Linked DNA regions of Mus musculus: region 1 is linked to region 2. A link is a contact called in public HiCAR-type data. All regions are on one chromosome and are shown on one strand. Each heading gives the region's core, a stretch centred on a gene start, on an enhancer-like site or on the middle of the called end of the contact. The rest is flanking DNA. Distances are from core to core; before and after follow the strand shown. Region 1 overlaps Psmb7 (proteasome (prosome, macropain) subunit, beta type 7). Region 2 holds the start of Zbtb26 (zinc finger and BTB domain containing 26).

Region 1 (4,244 bases), core at 1,557-4,056, 1.2 Mb before region 2:
AAGGTGGTACTAAGCCAATAGATGGTGTCCTTAGGTTAGAGATGAGAAAACTTTTCCTTTTAAAATTCATGTTGTTACCTGAAACGGAATGTAATACCGCTAGCCTTTGACGGTTCATAACCTATTCTGACCAGAGTGGACTTTGTTCTTGGTTCTGTGGGGTAGATAAAGGTGTCGGTAAAATACTGAAGGTATTGAATTAATGTTATCTTCTTTTTTTTTTTTTTTTTTTTTTTTTTTTTTTGAGTTCAGTACTCAGTCTATCCACAACCAAATAAAAGCCCTGGCCAGGAGTACTTTTAGATCGGTTAAACAAAGTGTTCAGTTTTACGTTCTTTGCTTTAAATCCCACTTCAGAGAGACTGAGGTTAACTAATTCCTCTTTCTCTGCTCTTGTCTCAAAATTGGACCTGCTAAAAGCAAAGTGTCTTTGTACTTAACAACCTAGTGCTTGCTGCTCTTTCACTCTCTGATTTTAGGTCAGATTAAGTGGAAAGTCGCTTTCTGGGTTTCTGGGTAGTTCATAGGCTGAGGGTGGTGCTAGCTCCAGAGATAGGGTCAGTGTCCCATTCTGCCGGCACTAGCTGTGCAGCTTTGAGTAGGTTCCTTTACCTCTCTGAATGTACACTGCTTCCATGTCTGAAGAGAAAGGTTTGCAGCTGTCCGGTTTTTTTCAGTAAGTAGGATTTCTATTTTGCACAATGTTTTATTATTGACATCAAGTATGCTTACAATTTGGAAAAACCTTTGCCCTCTTTGTTCTTTTTTTTTTTTTTTTTTTTTTTTGATCTTGCCTGAGTTTATTTGTAGTATTTGTAGACACTGGTCATCTGCAAATAGTGTGTGGGGAGGTGTGTCACAGCAGTCCGTCTGTCTTCACACTGGCAGGAGCCTTTTCTACGGGGCCTTCACAGGGGTCTGGGCACCTTTGGGAGCCTGGGCTGGAGCTGAAGCCTGGGCCTTAGCTGGAGCTTTGGCCCCTGCCTTGGTTTGGACCTTGGGCTTCGGTTGGCAGAGCCTCTGACCCTTGGCCATGTAGCTTCGAATCCGCTTCCCAAGCTTAGGATGAGCGATGAAAGCCAGCCGCTTGAGTTTGGGGCCTTTTGGCATCTTGGGCTTGATGGCCTGAGGCTTCACCAGGGCCTTGATGGCCTCTGCGCGCGCACTCACTGCCTTTGCATTGTTGGCCTGCATCTTCTTCAGGCCTTTCTTGTTGTGCTTCTTGGCGAGGCACATGTTCCTCAGGAACTTGGGGTCAACCCCCTAAGAGATTCGTATCTTTGCGACTGGAGTTTCTTGATGCCATTTCTGTGCCATTTGCGGGACTGGTTGTGTGTGGTGTAGTTCTTGGACTTGGCCGTGTTTGCACGGTAACCAGCAGTGCCTGGGACCAAAAGAGAAACACCCTCTTTGTTCTTGAGGGTTCTGAAGCTTTGTTCTTGAGGGTTCATGGCAGCTTGGGAAAGACTTGCAAAGCAGACTAACCCTTGCAAGCAGGACAGGAAGTAGGACAGACACATCTGTAGCAATTGTCACCCTCCATCTTAGTCCATAGGCATGGGGTTAGGTGGCCCTCTGTTTTAAGAGAATGTTTCTTGCCATAACTAGTGGTGTGTCACCACAATACATTAATAAGAAAACCTTTAGCATTTTAAGCCTAGATACCCCCAGATTTTAAGCTTTTCCTGGGAGTGTTTATAACCTGTCAGGTCCATGAGACCTTACAGTTACAATTGTGAGGAAAATCCCCCCCCCCCCCCCCCGTTCCCTTCAAAGGGTATTTTAAATATTTTCTTACATTTATGTGTAGAGAAGGAGCTGCATTGCTTGAGATACTAGTTTTTTAGTGAAGAATGTTGGATGATTGAGAATATATATTTTCCCAGCATATTAACTGGGAATATATTTCCAATAATTTATTGGGAATTAAAAGTCGACCCTGACATTGAAGTACATTTGTTGATGAAAAGGAGGCGTTCTTCCCCTCACGAGGGTTTAGATGTAATACTCAGTGCTTACTCAGGAGTGAAAACATCAAATTAAACTGTTTATGCTGACAAAGGACAAATCTGGATTTCAGCAAGCCATGCAAGATTGTCTGATTGCTTGCCCTGCCGCCTGCCTCTAAAGCTTTTGGCCAAGGCTTATAATGAAATGCATGCATACAATTAAACCTTTTCAAGTCTGTGGCTTAGTCTCTCTGAGCCTGGAGAGGTGCTCCACTGCTCTCTAGTGGCTGAGTGCAGTCCCCTGGCACCAGCATTGCTTTGTATTCATAAATCAGCTTTTCACACACTGGCATTGTTGGCCTCGGTGCAAGCACCAGTACCAGGAGACGAGGCCTTGGAGGCAGGAATGGAGTGAAAAATGACCTCCATCCATAGGTCCGTGGAAAGCACCAGGTTTTCTGCAGGAAGAGTGGCCAGTTGACTAACAATGAGCAAGTGTGAGTAAGCGCTCTGTCAGGAAGAGCTGACACTGATGGATTAGAAAGTTCTGCGTGACTCCTTTATCGCTGCATACATCTTCCACCTTGGCAGACCACAGTGGCAGACAGGTCCTTGGGTGCTTAAAACAGACTGCTCCTTAGCAGAGGCAGCCCTTTTTCCTGTGAAGATCTGGTAAAATTGATTTGGGGAAAAGCAGTGGGGATCCATTTCTTGCTGTCTCTTAGAACTTCTCGGCATTGAGAAAAGAAATTTTGAACACCTTGGTTCCCATTAAAGCTACCACTCAGGGACCCGTGGAGAATGAGTATATCAGGTCACTGCTGGAGGACAGGCAGCTTGTCCCTGAGTCATTACAATAACTAGTTTTCATTGAGCTCTGACTATGCCCCAGCATTCAGCTTTGTACACAGTGTCTTCCTCAGCCTGTAGGAGTCACTGATCAAACGTGAGGCAATGGTACCTTGTGCTCAGAGTGATGTACCCAGAGAGGCCAGGGAGCCCAGAACTGTTCCCTACCTGAGTAGCTGTGTGTTTACAGAGCTTGGGCAACTGGCATGTCCCGAGTTGCTTCGGAATTGGGCCTGGGCTTCCTAGCCTCTGAACTGTAGGTTTAAATCTTCAGTGTACTTATTACTAGCTGCTGTGCTGTAGGAAAATCATTTGAAACAAGTGGAGTATCAGTTCTAGTCTTTAAAATGGGGGCTATCCTCTACACATGGCTTCAGGGCTGAGGACTCTGGGAGCATCAGTCTGAGTTTAAGCCTGGGACTTAGAAGAAGCAGATTTCCTCCTGCCAGATTCTTAGAGCTTGGGTAGCAGCACAGTGTGGAGAAGCCTTTCAGTTTTGATTTCTCCAGTTGTCCAGTAACAGTGAGTATAGAATTGTTACGTTTGATTTAGTATTTAAGCAAACATTGATATATAAAAGAATATACCTCTCAAAACTAAAACCGCATACATTCTGTGTTAATGCAAGCATTTTAAAGCATACAGAGCAAGTAAATGGCTGTGAGTTTTCACAAGACGTTCAGAATTTATTCTGAATTCTTACAGAAAAACAGGTTTAGGCTGAACCATAGGTTGAGCATCCCAGCTCTGAAGTGTGAAATTGGGGATCTTGACTGCAGGTAGACACCACACTGGACTTCATGTGACAGGTTGCAGTGGGAACTGAGATCCCCTTACGTATTGCATAAAATTACCTTCAGGCTATGTGTATAGGTTGCATATGAAGCAGATGATTTCATGTGTAGACTTGGGTCCCATCCCAAGATATCTCATTATAATTGTATGTATGCACATTTCCCCAAATCCGAAATTCAAATTATTTTTGATCCCAATCATTTTGGATAAAGGCTATTCAATCTGCACTAATGCTGTTAAGTACCTTCTGAGGTTTCAGAAAATTAAGACTTAATTTTATTTTTGAAAAATGTGGCTATTGTAATATAAATACTCTAAGAACATATGCCTAAGTGTCAGTGCTAGACAATAACAATACATTTAATCATTGAAAACATTAACTAAAATTCAAATATATTTTTTGAGTTTTTAAGTAAAATGAAAGTTATAAAGCAATACAGATTGTATTCAGATGTGTGGTGATTAGGCTCACTGTGAGCATTAGCTCAATGCTCGACTCACTTACTAACCTTGACTTTAGCATTTGGCTTTCCTGTGTAAGACAGGTGGTGGAAGGGAGAAAGCCCTGTGACTCTCAGGAGGACGGTGTAGGACATTGGCATGGTGCTCGCCTGGCATGTGTGAGGCCCTAGGTCCCATGCCCAGTACTAC
Region 2 (4,127 bases), core at 54-2,553:
TAAAATAATAATAATAATAATAATACTATTCAAAGCAACCTACAGATTTACAAAAACGGAAAAAAAAAAAAAACGTTCCAAAAGCCGTTTCCCAAGAAATGGTAGTCAATCCTCAAATCAATACAAAAGTATGGCTGAAGATGTAGCTCAGTAATACAGTATTTGCGTATCATGAAAAGTCCTAGGTCCAGTTCCTGATACTAAATTCAGATGGAAGTGAAAAACATCTCGAAGAACCAAAACAGTCTTGAATAAAGATGGAGCACTCACAGTAAATGCCAAACTGCCTGCAAAGTTACGATTATTAAAGCAGTATGGTACTAGCACAAGAATAAACATAGACCACCGTACTCTAGACAGCCCAATAAGAAACTCTCATAAAGCGAACTGATTTCCAAAAAGTCCACTCAATGGGCAAAAAGTTCACCTTTTCAACAGATATTACGGAAAATGGATATCCACAAAATAATACAAGGAGTTAATGCGGGAATAGCTAGCAGTGGTTATACAACATTGTACAAAGCCACTTAGCTTTAAGCTTGGAAAAAGATTAAATTGATAATTATTTCTGTTTCCTATAATAACACCACCAAACGGTAAATAAAACAAATGTAGAGAAAGCAATAACTAAGTGGATGGGCAAAGTAAAGGGAATTCAGAATGATTTCCAGATTTTCTCTTTGGGAAGAGGCCCTGTATGATTGTTTCACCAAACAAGAACTATAGCTAGGTAGGCCTGGGCATGAACTTGTTACGAAAAAGGCACACTAAACACTGGACAACAGGAAATCGGTCTAAGTGGCTGGCTCCAGTGCTCAAGAGAGGTATTCAGGTTAACCACAGATTTGTGAACGGCTAGGGTAACCAAAGATAAGGAAGGCAAGAGATTGACCTGGGAACATAAAAGGAAGATTTCCTAAGAAACACCAGTATCCACAAGGGACGGGACCCAACAACAGCTTTCTGCATTCCAGGCTCCCACGCAGCGAGTCCACATCCCTGGGCGGGAGGGACTTACCACGGCTTGTTCGCAGACAGGCTGCTCAGGCCCATGCAGGCAACGGTCAGCGGGAGCACTTCGTGACTGCAGCCGCGAAGAAGAGAGCTCGGGCCCGCCTTCTACCGAAGAACCACAAGCAGCAGAGCTCACGAAGCCGACCCTCCGCAGCCCGATTCCCTGGCCTCGCCCCGCCCACAACGCGGAAAGTCCCTCTCAGGGGCCCGTCGTCCTCCGAGCATTCCGATTGGCGGAGATGACCATGGGACCTGGAAGTTGTCTTTGTCCGGCCAGGGCTGCCCTTCCGGTTCCGTTGGGTCCCCCTTTGGCTCAGGTTGCCTGCCCCTCCCCCTTCCCGGAGCCCCGAGGGGCCGCAGCTCCTGGTTTTGCCAGATGTAGATGGCGACCTTCCCCCCGGGTCTGTAAGTTCGGAGGCCACCCGAGAGCCGGGCTAGGGTGCGGGGTCTCTGGAAATGGAGCCCCCGTGGGGACCTGGATCGGCCGCAACCTGCCCTGGGATGGGAGCCAAGGAGCTGGTCTAGGCCCCCAGACTTTTGAGCCATTGGACTGGCCCATGCTGCATCCCACTTTCTTCCCCTTCCCGAATCTGCAGTGGGGAATCTCAGGATGCCCCAGGGACCGCTTCCTGAGACCCTCTATATAGGGCCCTGTAGCTGGCCAGGAAGCCAGACTCTGGCATTTTGTAAAAAGTGCTGCAGTTGAGGCCGGCAGAAAACTGAACGGCGGGAGCTAGCCAAGGCAAGGCCTTCAGTGCCAACCGCGAGTCTACTGTAAGTGCCAGGTTTTGATGGGTTTTACCCTTGCTCAACCGCGGATTACAGCACCTTTTGAATTACTGGTGTTATGCCATTCAATAGAGGTTCATCAAATATCCAGTGTTCATCTCCAGTTTGGAAGCGACATTTATAAGCAAATTGATGTTCGTAAGAGGGTGGAGGGTATGCAATATGTTACTTTAATCAACTGCTCTAAGGACAGTTGCTGGGAAGCCTGTAGAAGAGAGTGGCCTCTAAATCCTACTTCTTGATAAAGAGAACTCGTGAAATTACTTTTTCCAAAAAAAGAAAAGTTGTAGTGGTACTGAGACGTTACAGACTATGAGAAAAAGGAATAGGGACAGGGAGGTTGTGTACATAAGAGTTTGAGTTGGAGAAGTAAAGTGAAATCCAAATAGTGAAAAGTTTAACCAACACTAAATGAGATGAATTATCTTTTTGAAGCTCTTTGAGCAGGAAACTGATATGGTCAGATTTGTACTACAGAAAGTAATTTTGTTCTCTGGGAAGCCTGTAGAATAGAAATAGCTGACTCTGGGTTCTCTTAGCTAAAGTCTAGGTACTTATATTTGAGATTATTTTGAAAAGGTGATGACGTCCTGGTGAGATGCATTAAAATCTAAAGTAGAGTTACGGTATTGTTACAAGAAAGGAGGCAAGTGCTAATGTGTCATAGATAATTATACGCTGAAAGAGAAGAAAAAGTAAGTCTTAGAATTTAAGCAGTTGACATTTGAAGAATAGCAATGCCATAATCAGAAATAAAACCACAAAGAATTACAAATTCAGTTTTTGAGTTTGAATTTATGTCTAAAGGGATAGTGACATACAGCTGCCCAGTGTAGGAGCTGGGGACACAGATATGGAGATGAGCCTCAGCGTCATAGCATGTAGACCATAAGAAGATCTGGCATCCTAGAGGGTGCACTGAGAAAGAAGGTTACTGGGAGGACAATGGCTACGCTAATGAAGCAGGAACTCCAATTGGAGCCAACAGTAAAAGGGAGAAAAGAACACAGGGTTGAAGCAACTAGGGTGACCCAAATATCAGAAGAGGATTTTGAAGAGAATCCCTTGGATCTTTTTTGTTAACAGGATGGGTAAGAAGCAATTTTAGTAGATGAGGTAATGAAATATAAAATATCAGAGGCCTCAACTGGTTTGATATTCCATTGGAGAAACGTGAAAGATTTGTTTATTTACTGAACATGTTTAAAGAGCACATAGCAGGCACCATTCTAAGTTCATTTGAAAATTAACTAATAGGCTGGAACGATAGTCAGTAGATACAGCTCTTGCAGAAGATGTGGGTTCCGTTCTCAGAGCTCACACGGTGTCTCAGAATTATCATAATTCCAGTTCCAGGGGATCTCCTACCTTCTGGCCTCCATGCGCCAGGCATGCGAGTGGTGCACATACACACATGCAGGCAGACACTCATAAAACAATTACTTCTTTAATGATGAACTTACTTAATTTTCCTTAGCAGCCCCATTTATTATTGGTTGAAAAGAATCCTGAAACAGACTGGATAAGTAAGTGGCTGAACAGAGTTCTAACTGTAGAAATACGACTCCAGAGTCCGTGCTGTACTCACTGTACTGTGTTATGACTAGATGGGAGTCAAGGAGTGGGAGAGTGTAAGGAAAAATTGGCTTCTTGATTAAAAAGGAGACCTCTAAGCATAGCGAGGGTGAGAAGAGGTAAGTGATGAGTTTATGTTGTATTGTGTATATGTTTTTTCTTTCTTCTGTCCTAAGGTCCACTTCCATTCTATGCAAACTTAGGTGTACTTTTTGTACTCTAATGTTTTCATTTACAATCTGCTTACCATTTCAGTGAGGTTTCTTCTACAGCTTTTGATGTGTGGTGTGTTTCTAACCAGCTCCCCTGGTGGTGCCAGGAAGGCTCTTTTGGTGGATTTTGATAAGCAGCCTATGATCATCTCCTCTAGTAGTCGCTAGGTTAACTGAATGACATACCAAGAGATCCAGCCACTAAAGCCAAATATCTTAGAGTTATTTGGATAGTTTCTCTCTTGTTCTTCACCTTGATGAGCATGGTCATTGTTTAGCTGATTCTTTGTTTTAAATTCTTTTTTAAATTTCTCTAGATAGTCACAATCTCATCATTTCTGTTTTGATCTGTTAAAATGATGGCATTAGTAAAAGGCTGTTCACTTAGCCATTTCCTATATATTCTTCAAATTGCAGAGTTTTGGCTAGTGCAAGAGTATAAGCATCATCATTTTTAAATATTAAATACCTAGAACAGTATCTCCTAGTATATTGTTGAGATTAAAGTTGATTAAATTTAGTAATGAGGATAGGGAC

The links. HiCAR-type assays count read pairs that join an accessible place to other places.
Region 1: a contact with region 2 is called in a HiCAR-type map of astrocytes, with 2.4 times the contacts expected there. The contact joins the enhancer-like site here to the promoter of Zbtb26 in region 2. A contact is called at or near these places in 1 of 39 promoter capture datasets (second pharyngeal arch cranial neural crest), 1 of 15 datasets of contacts at CTCF or cohesin (large pre-B cells), 3 of 115 datasets of contacts at active chromatin or transcription factors (astrocytes, embryonic stem cells and pro-B cells) and 1 of 9 other capture datasets (liver).

What each region holds. Positions count from the first base shown.
Region 1 is chr2:38,619,918-38,624,161 of GRCm38.p6, reverse strand. The region is part of intron 5 of Psmb7 (proteasome (prosome, macropain) subunit, beta type 7); the gene reads left to right. It also overlaps the pseudogene Gm13586. Among named protein-coding and RNA genes, the nearest start is that of Psmb7, 22 kb to the left of the region's middle. Within about 2 kb of position 2,806, at least 69 of the 459 cell types and tissues checked have an H3K27ac peak or open chromatin away from gene starts, as enhancers often do. A contact at or near this core is called in astrocytes, where this site is marked.
Region 2 is chr2:37,440,348-37,444,474 of GRCm38.p6, reverse strand. It overlaps Zbtb26 (zinc finger and BTB domain containing 26), which reads left to right and starts at 1,303. Exons shown (of 2, transcript NM_199025.3): 1 at 1,303-1,788. It overlaps Rabgap1 (RAB GTPase activating protein 1), which reads right to left and starts at 1,190. Exons shown (of 26, transcript NM_146121.2): 1 at 1,019-1,190.